2 separate regions of the Sus scrofa genome follow, and region 2 is linked to region 1. The links are chromatin contacts, called in public Hi-C maps. All regions are on one chromosome and are shown on one strand. Each heading gives the region's core, a stretch centred on a gene start, on an enhancer-like site or on the middle of the called end of the contact. The rest is flanking DNA. Distances are from core to core; before and after follow the strand shown. Region 1 overlaps ARHGAP28 (rho GTPase-activating protein 28). Region 2 has its middle 99 kb from the start of ARHGAP28.

Region 1 (6,509 bases), core at 2,259-4,758:
TTTTTCTTGAGCTGCTCCCGCAGCATATGGAGGTTCCCAGGCTAGGGGTCGAATTGGAGCTGTAGCCACCGACCTGCGCCAGAGCCTCGGCAACACAGGATCCAAGCCGCATCTGCGACCTACACCACAGCTCACGGCAACGCCAGATCCTAACCCACTGAACAAGGCCAGGGATGGAACCCGGAACTTCATAGTTCCTAGTCGGATTCGTTAACCACTGTGCCACGACGGGAACATTTTAATATTTTCTTTACCTTACATTTTAATATTTTAATATTTTCTTTTACCTTAAGCAAATTTGACACATATTAAAATTAAATAGTAAACAAGGAAGAGAAGACACTATTGCTCAAATAAACTTCAAATGCAGTTTTGTTGTGAAGGAAGAAAAGTAATTCTAAAAATCACTCTTAATTTCAGATATTACTGTTAAAATCTACTTTTTGTTTCCTTGGGAAAGGAAAACCCATTTTAAAAAACATGAGTTTTAAAATAAGTAAGTTATAAGACAAATAAGTCATGGGGATATAATACACAGCATGAGGACTATAGGCAATGTTATTCTACTGCATATTTGAAAGTTGCTAAGGAAGTAAATCTTAAAAATTCTCATCAAAGAAAAACTTTTGTAATGGTGATGAAAGGAAATCAGACTTATTATGGAGATCATTTTGCAATGTATACAACTATCAAAACACTATGTTGTATACTTGAAACTAATTTGTTATGTGTCAATGATATCTCAAGAAAAAGTTTTAAAGTAAAATGGATAGAAAGAAATGAAAGAAAAGCCACAAAAATATGAGTATCTCATGCCTCAGTCCAAAAGTAATCTCAATTGAAAAGTTGAAAACTTTTACTTTCTGGGTGTTATTTTGCTACTGCACTTCAATTCTGGAATCTTCAGCAGACCAAAGGGAAATGATTACATGCAGCTGTGCTCAGCATTAAAAAAAAACTGGGAAAGCTTAATAAAATTTGGCTGGGCCTTTAAAGTATAAAGGCTTGTCAGAACTTCCTGAAATTCACCAAGAGGACTGAAATCCTAAAAAGCAATGCTCTTTGGTTTCCCAAGTTTGAATTCTGCTACAGTATCTGTAATGAGAAAATAGCACATACTAGTAGCAACACCTCACATTTATTTCAAGGTTTATTGTGAGCTAGGTATTATTCTTACTACTTTACATAAATACATGCACTCATTTTAACATCCTTCCAAACCCTATGAGGTAGGTACTATTACTGATATTGTTTTATAGATGAGGAAACCAAAGTGGAGAGGGACTGAGTAACTTTGACTAGCACCAGTTATGTCAGAGCCAGGACCGGATCCAAGAAAGCCTGACTCTTGGGCCAGAAATCTTGATCTTTACAGAACACTAGGTTTGATTTTTCATTCCAGTCACAATTAAGGATGGGACAGAGTGAGAGAGACAGAAGATCTTCTATTAGCAAGGTACCAAATTTTTTGATAATGCTACATCCTCAGTTATGTGAAAGGGGAGATGACATCTTGACCCCTGACACACTGAATTCTTTTTTTTTTTTTTTAAGTGGATTAAAAGACATTGTTTGGACAAAGCCAAAGAAACAAAGCTAATAAATTTCTAGCTTTTTGAAAGTTACCAAATAGTATTAGAAACAGACATTCTCATCCCTTAGCCAATCTCCATCCTTGGACAGAGAATATAATGACTGACACAGATGGTTTCTGTGTATGGGAGGAGAGGTCCTCACCAAACTGAAATGTCTCACAAGGGGGTGACTTTAAGAAGCATCTTTGTTTTTGGCAGGTTTATGGGTCTCAAAATTATGGATTCTTTCCAACTCATTCTCACCTTGATTTCATTTGGAAGTTTCCAAGCATCCACTGCCCTTAGAACAGATTTTCTATTGTATACAGAATCATTATCAAAACTGCAAATGGAAACTTTGATTTTTATAAACATAAAGCAAAGAAATGAATGTGAAATAAAAGGAAGGAGTGAGGAATGGAGTACTATGGGCTCTAATTCCATCAAATGTCCTATCATATATTCATGGAGAAATCGCTTTTCTGAGCTTAATTTTCTTCATCTGGAACATAAGAAGATCCCATGAGGAGATCTCAAATTCTGAGAAGCCATAATTCTTTAAACTAAATTATCTTCATAAAGGGTAAGACATGAGCAGTCTAGAAATTTCATTTAAATCAGGGGTTTCACATTTCCTTCCCAAGGACACTTGTGAGATCTTTTGCCACTGGACTGAAGGGGGCAGCTGAGGACCAACAACCTTATATTCTATAATTTCCACAGCGGTCTCATTTACTCCTGACGTTATTCTGCTTAGGTCCTCCGTCTTTGCTTTTTTTCCTCCTACTCTTAACCTGAGCCCCGTGCCTGGCATGTGGTAGATGATCAAAATCTCTAATAGATGGAGCGAATGAAACAGAAAAGTTTAAAGAAGATTCAGGTTGTATCTTCTTTCCTGGCATCCTAGGAGAACAGCAGTGGGAACACGGAAAGGCAACAGGTTGGCTGCATGCTCAGCAGGTTGATAAGCTGTCATCTCAGTTGTCATTGTGCCATTGGAGCCCCTTCCTCTGACCCATAAGCGTTGATGACAGACTCTCAGGTCCAGACCACTTACCTGGGCTGTGTCTCTGTTGGCATCAGGCAGCGCCATGACCATGAGGTGTAAGGCTTGAAACTGTACTTTGATGTGCGGCCCTCCTAACAAGAAAACAGAAATAACCACACATTTTGAACAATGCTGATGCATCCAGGCAGCCCTTCTTGCTGGCATCTGGTGGCACAGGAGGGCCCTGACAGCTTCCAGTGGGAGAGACTCAAGTTTTATGTCCAACATCATAAATCCATTCACTTGGACAAGGGCTTCAGTCTGTCAACTCCTCCTGAGCTCCTCAGGATGCCAATGTAGAGGCAGGTGGCCAAGGAGGTCCTCAAAATAGCTCTGGATCTACATAACACTTCTCCTTGCAAAGTACTTGTTTTACTTTTATGCTACAAACAGCGAGCATGAAGTTCAATTCAGGAGAAAATAAATCTTGCTTCCATAGAAAGAAGCAGCAGCATAATTATTACGAACACAGATTCTAGAACCAGATTCAAATCCTGCGTCTATTACTTCATCACTGAGTGACCTGGGCAGGCTATTTAACCATTCATTGCTTCTATGTTATGATCTGTAAAATGGGAATAGTCACCAGACCCACCTCACTGGACTGTTAGGAAGACTGAGTTAATGTCTAGAGTGTTTCCACAAGTGCCTGTACACAGTCCCCTCTCTATGTGTATGCTCTTGTTATTATGATCAATGATGCTTATTTTGGATCTAAAATGAACATCAAGGGAAAGTGACCGTAGTTAGAGCTAAGGAGATTCTTGAGTAGTTTATTCCCTGGCAGTGACAGAAGATGGCGCCAGAGGGTTGGCCTTCTGCTACTGTGTGTTCTCAATACTGGCTCTTCCTCTTTTAGGGAGAGGATCTTAGGAATTCCATCCACAACTGGATAATCCACAACCAGCTGTGCTGAAAATGTAGGGTATATTTGAGCATGGGGCTTTGCCTGGTCTCTGTGTTCTCTTCAAAATGGTCTCAGGGTGGGGAGTTTCTGGAGGGAGGGGTTATGTTCCGCAATCTCTGGGGAGGTCTCAAGTTGACGGAAAACCTGTCAATTTACAGTCAATGGATCAAGGCAGCCAGCTGCCTATAGAGCTCCTTAGTTACAGTAGTGGAAACACTCCTGTGACAAGTGACTAGGTCACAGGAGGTCACGTGCACTCAAGTGAGGCGTAAAGGACTGGCGTATGTCACCACGTAATGAAGGAACATCTGGGAGGAGTATTTATAGGCTCACATTGTATACTTTCAGCACAATCCCCAAGTGGATTTCTAAACATTTATGTCAAATTTGTAAACAAAAATGACACAGGTCCAGGATGTTTTTGAAAATGGCTAATGCATGCTGACGTGAGTTTGCCTGATTAACAGGCGCTATCAGAAGCATAGCTCAGTACAAAGCATGTGGGGAGACATGAGACATTATTTTAATGCATAAATCGCAGACTAAGGGCTGTCTATAATTTTTCAATGGTGCCCCCAAAAAGCCTCTGGGGGGAACAATAGATGCAGAGGCAGGCTCTGTACTTGCATTAATTTCAGATCAACTGTGAAATTTCCCTTAAGACAAAAAATCTAAACTGGCAAATAATCCATTTTCATTTTATTTAGGAAACCTAGCTTTACACTGTTTTGTGGTTAATAGTTTTGCAGTTAATTCATTTACTGCATCCTAGTTAAGAGTCTTTTTTATTCCCCCTGCGGTCATTATTTTCCCAGAAAGTTATTAAACTTCTCATGAAAGTACCTCAGGTTTGATTGATGAACTCTTAGTCTTTTAATTTTATGAGCACTTTTTGGACCATGTTTGAAAAGAGAAAGTAATTATACCACTGGAAAAGACTCTACATTCCTGAACTCTGTTTCAGAGTAAAAATAGGGGCAGCTTAAACACACACATGTGCATGGTTCTTCCTTTCAGAAAATCTTGTTCCAAGGAGAGCTCACTCCAGGTGGCAAAAAAAGGCCATCTTCCCCGCTGGTAGGAGCCCAGAACTTTGGGCTTCCTGTGGGGTTGGCTGGGATGAAATCAATCGCTGCAATATAGTATTTTTTCACTTTCAAAGTCATAAAAGAAATGTGGGGAGTCCCCGTCGTGGCACAGTGGTTAACAAATCCGACTAGGAACCATGAAGTGGTGGGTTCGATCCCTTGCCTCACTCAGTGGGTTAAGGATCCAGTGTTGCTGTGAGCTGTGGTGTAGGTTGCAGACGTGGCTCGGATCCCGAGTTGCTGTGGCTCTGGTGTAGGCTGGTGGCTACAGCTCTGATTACACCCCCTAGCCTAGGAACCTCCATTTGCCGCAGGAGCGGCCCTAGAAAAGGCAAAAAAAAAAAAAAAAAAGAAAGAAAGAAATGTGGATGTGGACTCTCCTATGAACCTTTTCAGGATATATTCCAGATTTTCTCTTCTCATTGAAGTATACCGGCTTCAATCTCTGGATAATGATATTAAGAAAAACTAATTTAAATATGGTCTTCTTCTTGAATAGGATTTTCTGAATAGGTCTTTCATGGGAGATTTGACTTCTCCTTGTATAATTCCATAAGAGCAAAAGAAAAAAGAGAAACAAAAACAAAAAACATCTTCTGTGGCATCAACTTGTTTTGATGAGTTGTTGAGCACATCAAGGTAATTTCTACAGCCCATTTTCTAGAAGAGGAAACTTCACAGAAGATGCTATGTTCTTTTGACTTTATAAACAAAGGCAGGACGTTCTTCTTCTAATATGGCTGAGGAAGCTCCTCCCCAATCAATCCTCTTTAAGACCACGATAAACTCTGGACAAAGTTCAAAGGACAACCACCTGAAGCACTGGCGAATGAACAAAAGCAGGCAGATTTAGGAGAGGATTGGACACTTGGAATTAGGGAATGGCACAGGGAGAGTTTCGCTTTTTTTTTTTTTTTTTTTTTTTTTGTCTTTTTGCCATTTCTTGGGCCGCTCCCGCGGCATATGGAGGTTCCAAGGCTAGGGGTCGAATCGGAGCTATAGCCGCCAGCCTACGCCGCAGCTACAGCAACGTGGGATCCGAGCCTCGTCTGTGACCTACACCACAGCTCACGGCAACGCTGGATCCTTAACCCGCTGCGCAAGGCCAGGGATCGAACCTGCAACCTTACGGTTCCTAGTCAGATTCATTAACCACTGAGCCATGACGGGAACTCCTGTTTCTGGCTTTTAATTTGTGGTCATGCCATAGATGGTGCTACACGAGGTGCCAAAAATTCCAAAAGAAAACCATAGTTTTTCTTGCCTGGACAACTACCAGACAGGGGTCAGGATGACCACAGTCATTGGGAATTTATGGGGAGTCCTGGAAAAGAAAGGTCAAGAAATAGAAGGCCCTAAATCTAGTATAAAATCCACCCAAATCTTGGCCCACCCCATAAACTATGCCTCTGTGGAGTACCACAGGTAAGGAGTGAACAGCAAATTATCTGCTTCAATACAAAAAAACCCAAACAAACCAAGCAAAAAACCCTACTCTTTGGAGAAATATCACAGAATGCAGAGTCTCCAAAATATTCACAATGTTTTGGATTCAGCTTAAACTTACTTTGACATAAACAGTGACAATCAATAGAGACCAAGCCTCAGATGACTCAAATGTTGCAACTAGCAGACAAGGATGCTGAAGCAGCTATCATAACTGTGCCCAATGATGGAAGGGAAAATATGCTTATATTGAATGACGGGAGTTACCGTTGTGGCTCAGCAGTAATGAACCTGACCAGTATGCATGAGGACGCAGGTTCGATCCCTTGCCTTGGTCAGTGGCTTCAGGATCCGGTGTTGCTGTGAGCTGTGGTGTAGGTTGCAGATGCAGCTTGGATCCCACATTGCTGTGGCGTAGCCCGTCAGCTGTAGCACCGATTCGACCC
Region 2 (6,509 bases), core at 2,212-4,711, 260 kb after region 1:
AGGCAGAAAAAAGAAGAGAACAAGCAAAAGGTAGAAACGGCAAGAATAAGGAAAGAAAAAGCCTCAGAACTTGTAAAATTAAAGAATCAAACTTTAGAAATAGCTAATGCAGGGAGTAGGGTGTGTTATTTTGGAAAGTATGCTAGTACTTAGTTATCCTCTGGTTTAGTAACCTTCAAACTATTGCTTTATTAGCTTTAAAAAACATCATTTGGGAGTTCCCGTCATGGCGCAGTGGTTAATGAATCCGACTAGGAACAATGAGGTGGCGGGTTCGATCCCTGGCCTCGTTCAGTGGGTTAAGGATCTGGTGTTGCTGAGACCTGTGGTGTAGGTCGCAGATGCGGCTTGGATCCCAAGTTTCTGTGGCTGTGGCCTAGGCTGGTGGCTCCAGCTCTGATTAGACCCCTAGCCTGGGAACCTCCATATGCCGCGGGAGAGGCTCTAGAAAAGGCAAAAATAAATAAATAAATAAATAAATAAATAAATAAATAAATAAATAAAATCATTTGCCAAGAAGGTCAGTGGATTGGAGCAACGTCAGTTTCCTGGTTGTGATATTGTACTACGTTATCCAATATTTAGTTCCTTGGGGGAAACTGAGGAAAGAGTGCCTGATATTGTTCTGTATTATTTCTTTCAAATATATCTTATGTACTAATATGTATGTATGTATGTATGTGTATATATATGTATATACACATACATAATTAATTTATCCCAATATTAAATATATCAAATATATCTTATGTACTAATATGTATGTATGTATGTATGTATGTGTATATATATGTATATATACACATACATAATTCATTTATCCCAATATTAAAAGTTTATAAAGTATCTTCTGAAAAAGGTGGTGAGTTTGATAGATAGATCTAGAGAGACTTTGCATTTTTCAATCTCTTCATTCTCTGCAGTAACCGACATGGTTAGTTAGTTAAATGTGCAACCACTGTCTTTTCATCTCAAACCCACATTTTACTCTGAAAATTATTCTTCGAACTCTCTCTCACCCCTAAAAGCATATTCTATTTTTGTACTGGCACAGGCCTTTTTGTATAGCCATTAAAGTCAATGGATTTATCTAATTTCGCCATTTTTTCCATCCAAAGTTACAGCATTTTCAGTGCTACCTAGATGTTGCCTGTGAAGGTAAAATGCATCTTCTACATAATTTACACAAAAAAGAGGTAAAAATTTACCTTTGCATTTCTCATGAGGATTTTGTTCATTGGTTTAATCTGCCAGAAATATTTTAAGCTCTGAACTTACAAACTGAAGCTTGTTACCTCTTTCTTTCATTTTTCAGGTGCTATAATATACAAATAGTTTATTTATTTTGGGGGGGCCGTACCTGCAGCATATGTAGGTTCCCAGGCTAGGGGTCGAATTGGAGCTGTAGCCAATGGCCTAGGCCACAGCAATGCCAGATGGGAGCCGCATCTGTGAACTACACCACAGCTCATGGCAACGCAGATCCTTAACCCACTGAGCTAAGCCAGGAATCAAACCCACGTCCTCATGGATACCAGTCTGATTCATTTTCACTGAGTCATGATGGAAACTCCCACAAATAGTTTATAAAATATTTTTTTTGTTCTTTTTTTGGGAAATTCTGGAGTTCCCGACCAGGGATCGGATCCGTGCCTTAGTTGTAGCCTATGATGGAGCCTTTATTTTTGTGCCGGGCCAGAGATCTAACTTGCATCCCAGCGCCACTGATCCCATTGCACCACAGCAGAAACTCCGAAGTAAATACTTTTAAAAAGACCACTTTGTCTTTTAAATGCTTTTAATTAAATTATCTTCAAAATGCAAGTGTTGCATCCCTTTTTAGTTTTGAGGTAATATATGGCTTTTTTCTACTGATGCTTTTCTAAATGTTTAAAATCAATGAAAGTTTTAACTGTGAGATATCAACTCACATGCAATTTAAGAAATAAGAGGGGTCCACCGTCTTTCTTTCTATTTTCCCCAATGGTAACTTTTCACAAAACGAAGGCACAAAAGCACAACCAGGAGATCCCAATCAAATCGATCCATGGATCGCGTTCAGATTTTCTCCATTTTTCCTGTGTTCATTTGTGTGTGTGTGTGTGTCTTTAGTTCCAGGCGCAAGTCACATAGTTTTCCTTTCATTAAGTTTTCAACCAGAAGGACATGGGACTTCATTTGTGTATCTGCTTCTGGAAATAGGAGATAGAGGTTTTAGCCACAGAAAACAGAATCCGCCCTGGTGTGCGCTGTTCCCCTGTGATAGCATGAAAATATTCCACAAAGGACAATTGGCAACCTCAGAAAACACACAGCAGTTCTGGGGCTTTTTCCATCTTAGTCTTTTATTTCAGAATTCTGGATGCTAAAACGGCAGCCCTCTCTCATCTTCTCTCCCACCCACCCCACCCCCAAGCCTGCTGTCTATTTTTTTTTTTTCCCTCTTTGTTTTTAATAGATAAACTGAAAACAGACTTTGGGGAAAAAATCACACGTAAGCAAATCTACTCTTCAGAGAGTTATAAGCAAATGATTCACTTAAAATGGTTTAATGGCAAATATAAAAATTTTTTTGGATGCACGCTGTTATATTTGGAATGTGTGGGCAATGGGGCCCTACTGTATAGCACAGGGAACTGTGTGTGATTGGGTCACTTTGCTGTACAACAGAACTTGAAGAAACATTGGAAATCAACTATATCTTAATAAAAGAAAAAGTAATGTTCAATGGCAAAGGACTAAACAGATCTCATCTTTCCAATGAACAAATCTGAACAGTTTTTTAAAACATAGTAGGTGGTTGATAGGTCAATGTAAAATGAAAAACACAAAATTATGAAAGGTCCAGAGAATGAAAAGGAAGAACTTCTTCCTTGTAAATGGTTGTGATGATTTCTTACACTTCTGAGAGTGCCTCACCTTCAAGTAACACCTGGGCACATGGCACACACAAATGCATGTGTACTCACATGTGTACATATCACTCCCGCACAAAAAGGCCAAAGGCAAAACCAAACAAATATCCTGGCTACAGTGGTGATTTTCCCAAGTTGCAGATACTGGAGCTCCCATAATAAATGAGGGGAAAACAGATTTTTGTTGGCAAAGCATGGAGGATGGTGATTATTTTCTCAGGAAAAAAGGGTTAGATGTCATATCCCCCTCCCCCCGTTTTAACACAAATGAAAGAGCATTTAGAAAAACACGACGCTTAAATCTTGTTAGGATAGGTAATCTCATGTTAGCTTAACAGTAAAACCCCGAATCTGTTTAGCCCAGAACTTTTTCCACCAGGACATGTCATTGTCACTTGATAGGATTTTCCCATCAACCTCTCTTCTCTCCACGCTTCCTGAAGCAGATATGCTCGGGAGGAAAAAAACTAGGCAGCACTACTACAGAAAGCCGGGATCTAGAATGAACTAATCACACAGGCCAGCCCACTGGAACCTTGCATTCACCGTAGAACAATCTGAGAGTTGATGTGGTGTGGTCAGCGAATCTGAATCACAGAAAACAGAGCCATGGGCTGTCAAAGGCCCGCAAAATAATGGGGTTTCCCAAGCGATTGCTGGCGCACATCTTCCCCGGCTGCCGGGTCCTGATCCCTCTCTCTGTGAGCCTTTGGTGTTTTGTGCTTGAGCTTTCAGTTGAAAGTTGAATGAGCGAAGTCCTCGGATTTCATGAATTCCAGGTACCTGTGAAGTGGGACTAGGTATTTTTTTTTCCCCGCCGTGCAAGACTTTTCTGACTAGGAAAGGTGTTCTGAACTTTCTCTGTTCAGACCCAGGTATTCTGAAGCTTACTGAGAGGTTCACAGGCTGGAAGCAGAAGAGTTCAGCGTGTTCTCTGCACTCAGCATCGGACACCCTGCTGGCAGCCGGGTCATGGAGGCCACGCACACGCTCTGGCGGCGGCTGATGACAGGGAAGGATCGCTTCAGCCTGGAAACCTCAGAAAAACTTGAATTTGTCAGCAGGAAGTCATTCTGCATGAATGATGAAAGAGAGGAACCTGGAAAAAGCAGCCGTTCCTCTTAATTCAGAAACACATCACAGAGACAGCCATTTGTGAGCCAGTCAACTCTTTCTTTTTTTTTTTCCCCTCGTTTAAGCAGACACAGAGGCTTTCCTGGTGATGGCAAAACCCAGCATTATCTGACTGTCGATCCAGGCAACACGTGGGAGCCTGTGGTCAGGGCTTTCCTCCTGGTCTCAGTGGAAATGGCTGGCAGATCAGATGGACCTGTTTCTGATTAGCCCAGTTCAGCCAGAGCCAGAGAGCAGCCTGGCTCTTGCTCAATCTGGCACCTCAGTTCTTTAGAAACATAGACGTGGGGCAGCCTCCTGGGAGCGGGGAGGTGCCAGTTCCTGTGCACACAGCACCTCCTGGTGAGGATTTAGCCTCTGGCCTGAAAGGCAAGGATTCCTGGCCCCTGTCTGGGTTACAAAATTCCCCGTGTCTTTTACATTTGCTTACAGGGATACTTCAACCCAACTGATCTGATAAAGAAATCAAAGTCAGAGACGCCTAGTTCCCTACTCACTGCAGCTGACAATTAATTGTCAGGCTTTTAGCCCATGGAAGCCTTCCCCAGTGTCCAGACTCAAAGGCTGGCTTTAGGCTTATCTCTGTCCTGCAGGCTGGACAGGCTCTCCTGATGCCAGGCCAGGAGCGAATTCCCAGAGATGGGGAATGTTTAATGTCAGCATGGGGGCAGCAGGGCAGTGCTCAGAGGCCGTGATGCTGCTCAGCCCCTGGTCTCCTCTGTCCTTGGGTTTCCTTTACTGTTCCTGAACAACCACATCTTGACTCCTGCTAGGGAGCTGGTCTCTCTCTGCGAAGTTTGCATGAGCAAATTCACGCATGCACACACACACACACACACACACACACACACACACACACACCAGAAAACCTTCTGTTAGTCTATAAGCATCAAAACTAACATCTCATTCTTCCTTGGAGGGACTTGTTGATGACATTGTTTCACCAAAAGCTGATGCTAAAAAAAAAAGTACATTTTTTTCTTCACTGATTATTCTCAGATAAGCATTTAATTTGCAAAGAGGTGTTCCCATTGTGGTGCAGCAGAAATGAATCTGACTAGTAACAATGAGGTTGTGGGTTTGATCCCTGGCCTCACTCAGTGGTTTAAGGATCCAGCGTTGCCATGAGCTGTGGTGTAGGTCACAGATGTGGCTCAGATCTGATGTTGCTGTGACTGTGGTGTAGGCCAGCAGCTGTAGCTCTGATTAGACACCTAGCCTGGGAAACTCCATGTGCCACAGGTGCAGCCCTAAAAAATCCAAAAAAAAAAAAAAAAAAAAAAAAAAACAAAAACAAAAAACAAAAAAAAACCAACAAAAAAAAATTTTTGCAAAGACACTATGCTATAGGAAACTTTATACATGGTCAGAAGCACTGATATAAAATTCTGATTTCTGCCTTAACTCAATAGGGAGTTTAGCACAGCAGTCAAGCGTTCAGGCCCAAGAACCAGACTTTCTGGATTTGAACCTAATTCTGCCTCTTCCTAAAGATAGAATTTTGGTGAAGTTACCTGTTACTAAGTTACCTTATACCTTGAATCTCATTTGTAAAGGGGGCCATTGTCACCAGTACTTAGCTCTAGGGCTTTTATGAAGACTAGGTGAGTTAATGCAGGCCAAGGGCCTTGAACTCTGCCTGACACCTAACAAGCAGCCAACGAATGTGCTTGTCCTGGCCGTTACTATTTATGGACCATTATTTACCAGAGCTGTACAAGCAGGCTCTGGTGGACACACTTAAGAAACAATTCACTGTTGATCACACTTCACCGTTGGCAAACCACAACCATCTCCCTTGTTATCCATTCTTCATCACAGGCCTCCAGCTGCATGTGCAGTCCATTATTACCTTCCTTTACTGGCTGCAAAAATAAATCTCAGAAAAGTGTTTCAGACACAAAGTTCAGAATCAGAAATAACTTCTACCCTTTGGACCAACACTCTTCCAAAAACATTGAGATATTCAACATACTCTGCCCATGATATAAATTATGATTTTCTTTGCTGCATAATAAGATGTCATCTAGTACTCACAACAGGAAACCATTTCTATCTTTCATGGAGCTCCTAGAAAAAACTTTTGCATCCAAATGGAGCAATGAGCTCCTAGAAAAAAAATTGTGCATCCAAATGGAGCAATGATTTTTGAAACAGTGGATCATGACCCTTTAGTGGATAATGAAATCAATTTAGTGAGTTGCAACCAGGATTCTTTAAGAGAAACGAAATAGGATAGATTATGCTATAATAGCATAGAAAATATCAGGGTACTGTATTATTTTGTGAAGCTCTTATTTTAGTTATTTTTTTTTTCTTTGTCTGGACGACTAGGCTGTAATGTAAAATACGTATACTTTTTAAGTGTACTTTTCACATCCATTAGGATGGCTATATTTGGGAAAAACTATGGAAAATTACAAGTGCTGGCAAGGATGGGAAGAAATCAGAACCCTTGTG

The links. Hi-C and Micro-C count contacts between places; a contact is called where the count stands out from the background.
Region 2: a contact with region 1 is called in a Hi-C map of embryonic fibroblasts, with 3 times the contacts expected there. The contact joins two enhancer-like sites. A contact is called at or near these places in 23 of 47 Hi-C or Micro-C datasets (adipocytes, alveolar macrophages, brain and 13 more) and 1 of 2 datasets of contacts at active chromatin or transcription factors (skeletal muscle).

Annotation. Positions count from the first base shown.
Region 1 is chr6:100,512,728-100,519,236 of Sscrofa11.1, forward strand. It overlaps ARHGAP28 (rho GTPase-activating protein 28), which reads right to left. Exons shown (of 20, transcript XM_021096082.1): 14 at 2,632-2,714. Among named protein-coding and RNA genes, the nearest start is that of ARHGAP28, 170 kb to the right of the region's middle. Within about 2 kb of position 3,509, at least 5 of the 83 cell types and tissues checked have an H3K27ac peak or open chromatin away from gene starts, as enhancers often do. A contact at or near this core is called in embryonic fibroblasts, where this site is marked.
Region 2 is chr6:100,776,555-100,783,063 of Sscrofa11.1, forward strand. No RefSeq gene overlaps it. Among named protein-coding and RNA genes, the nearest start is that of ARHGAP28, 99 kb to the left of the region's middle. Within about 2 kb of position 3,462, at least 11 of the 83 cell types and tissues checked have an H3K27ac peak or open chromatin away from gene starts, as enhancers often do. A contact at or near this core is called in embryonic fibroblasts, where this site is marked.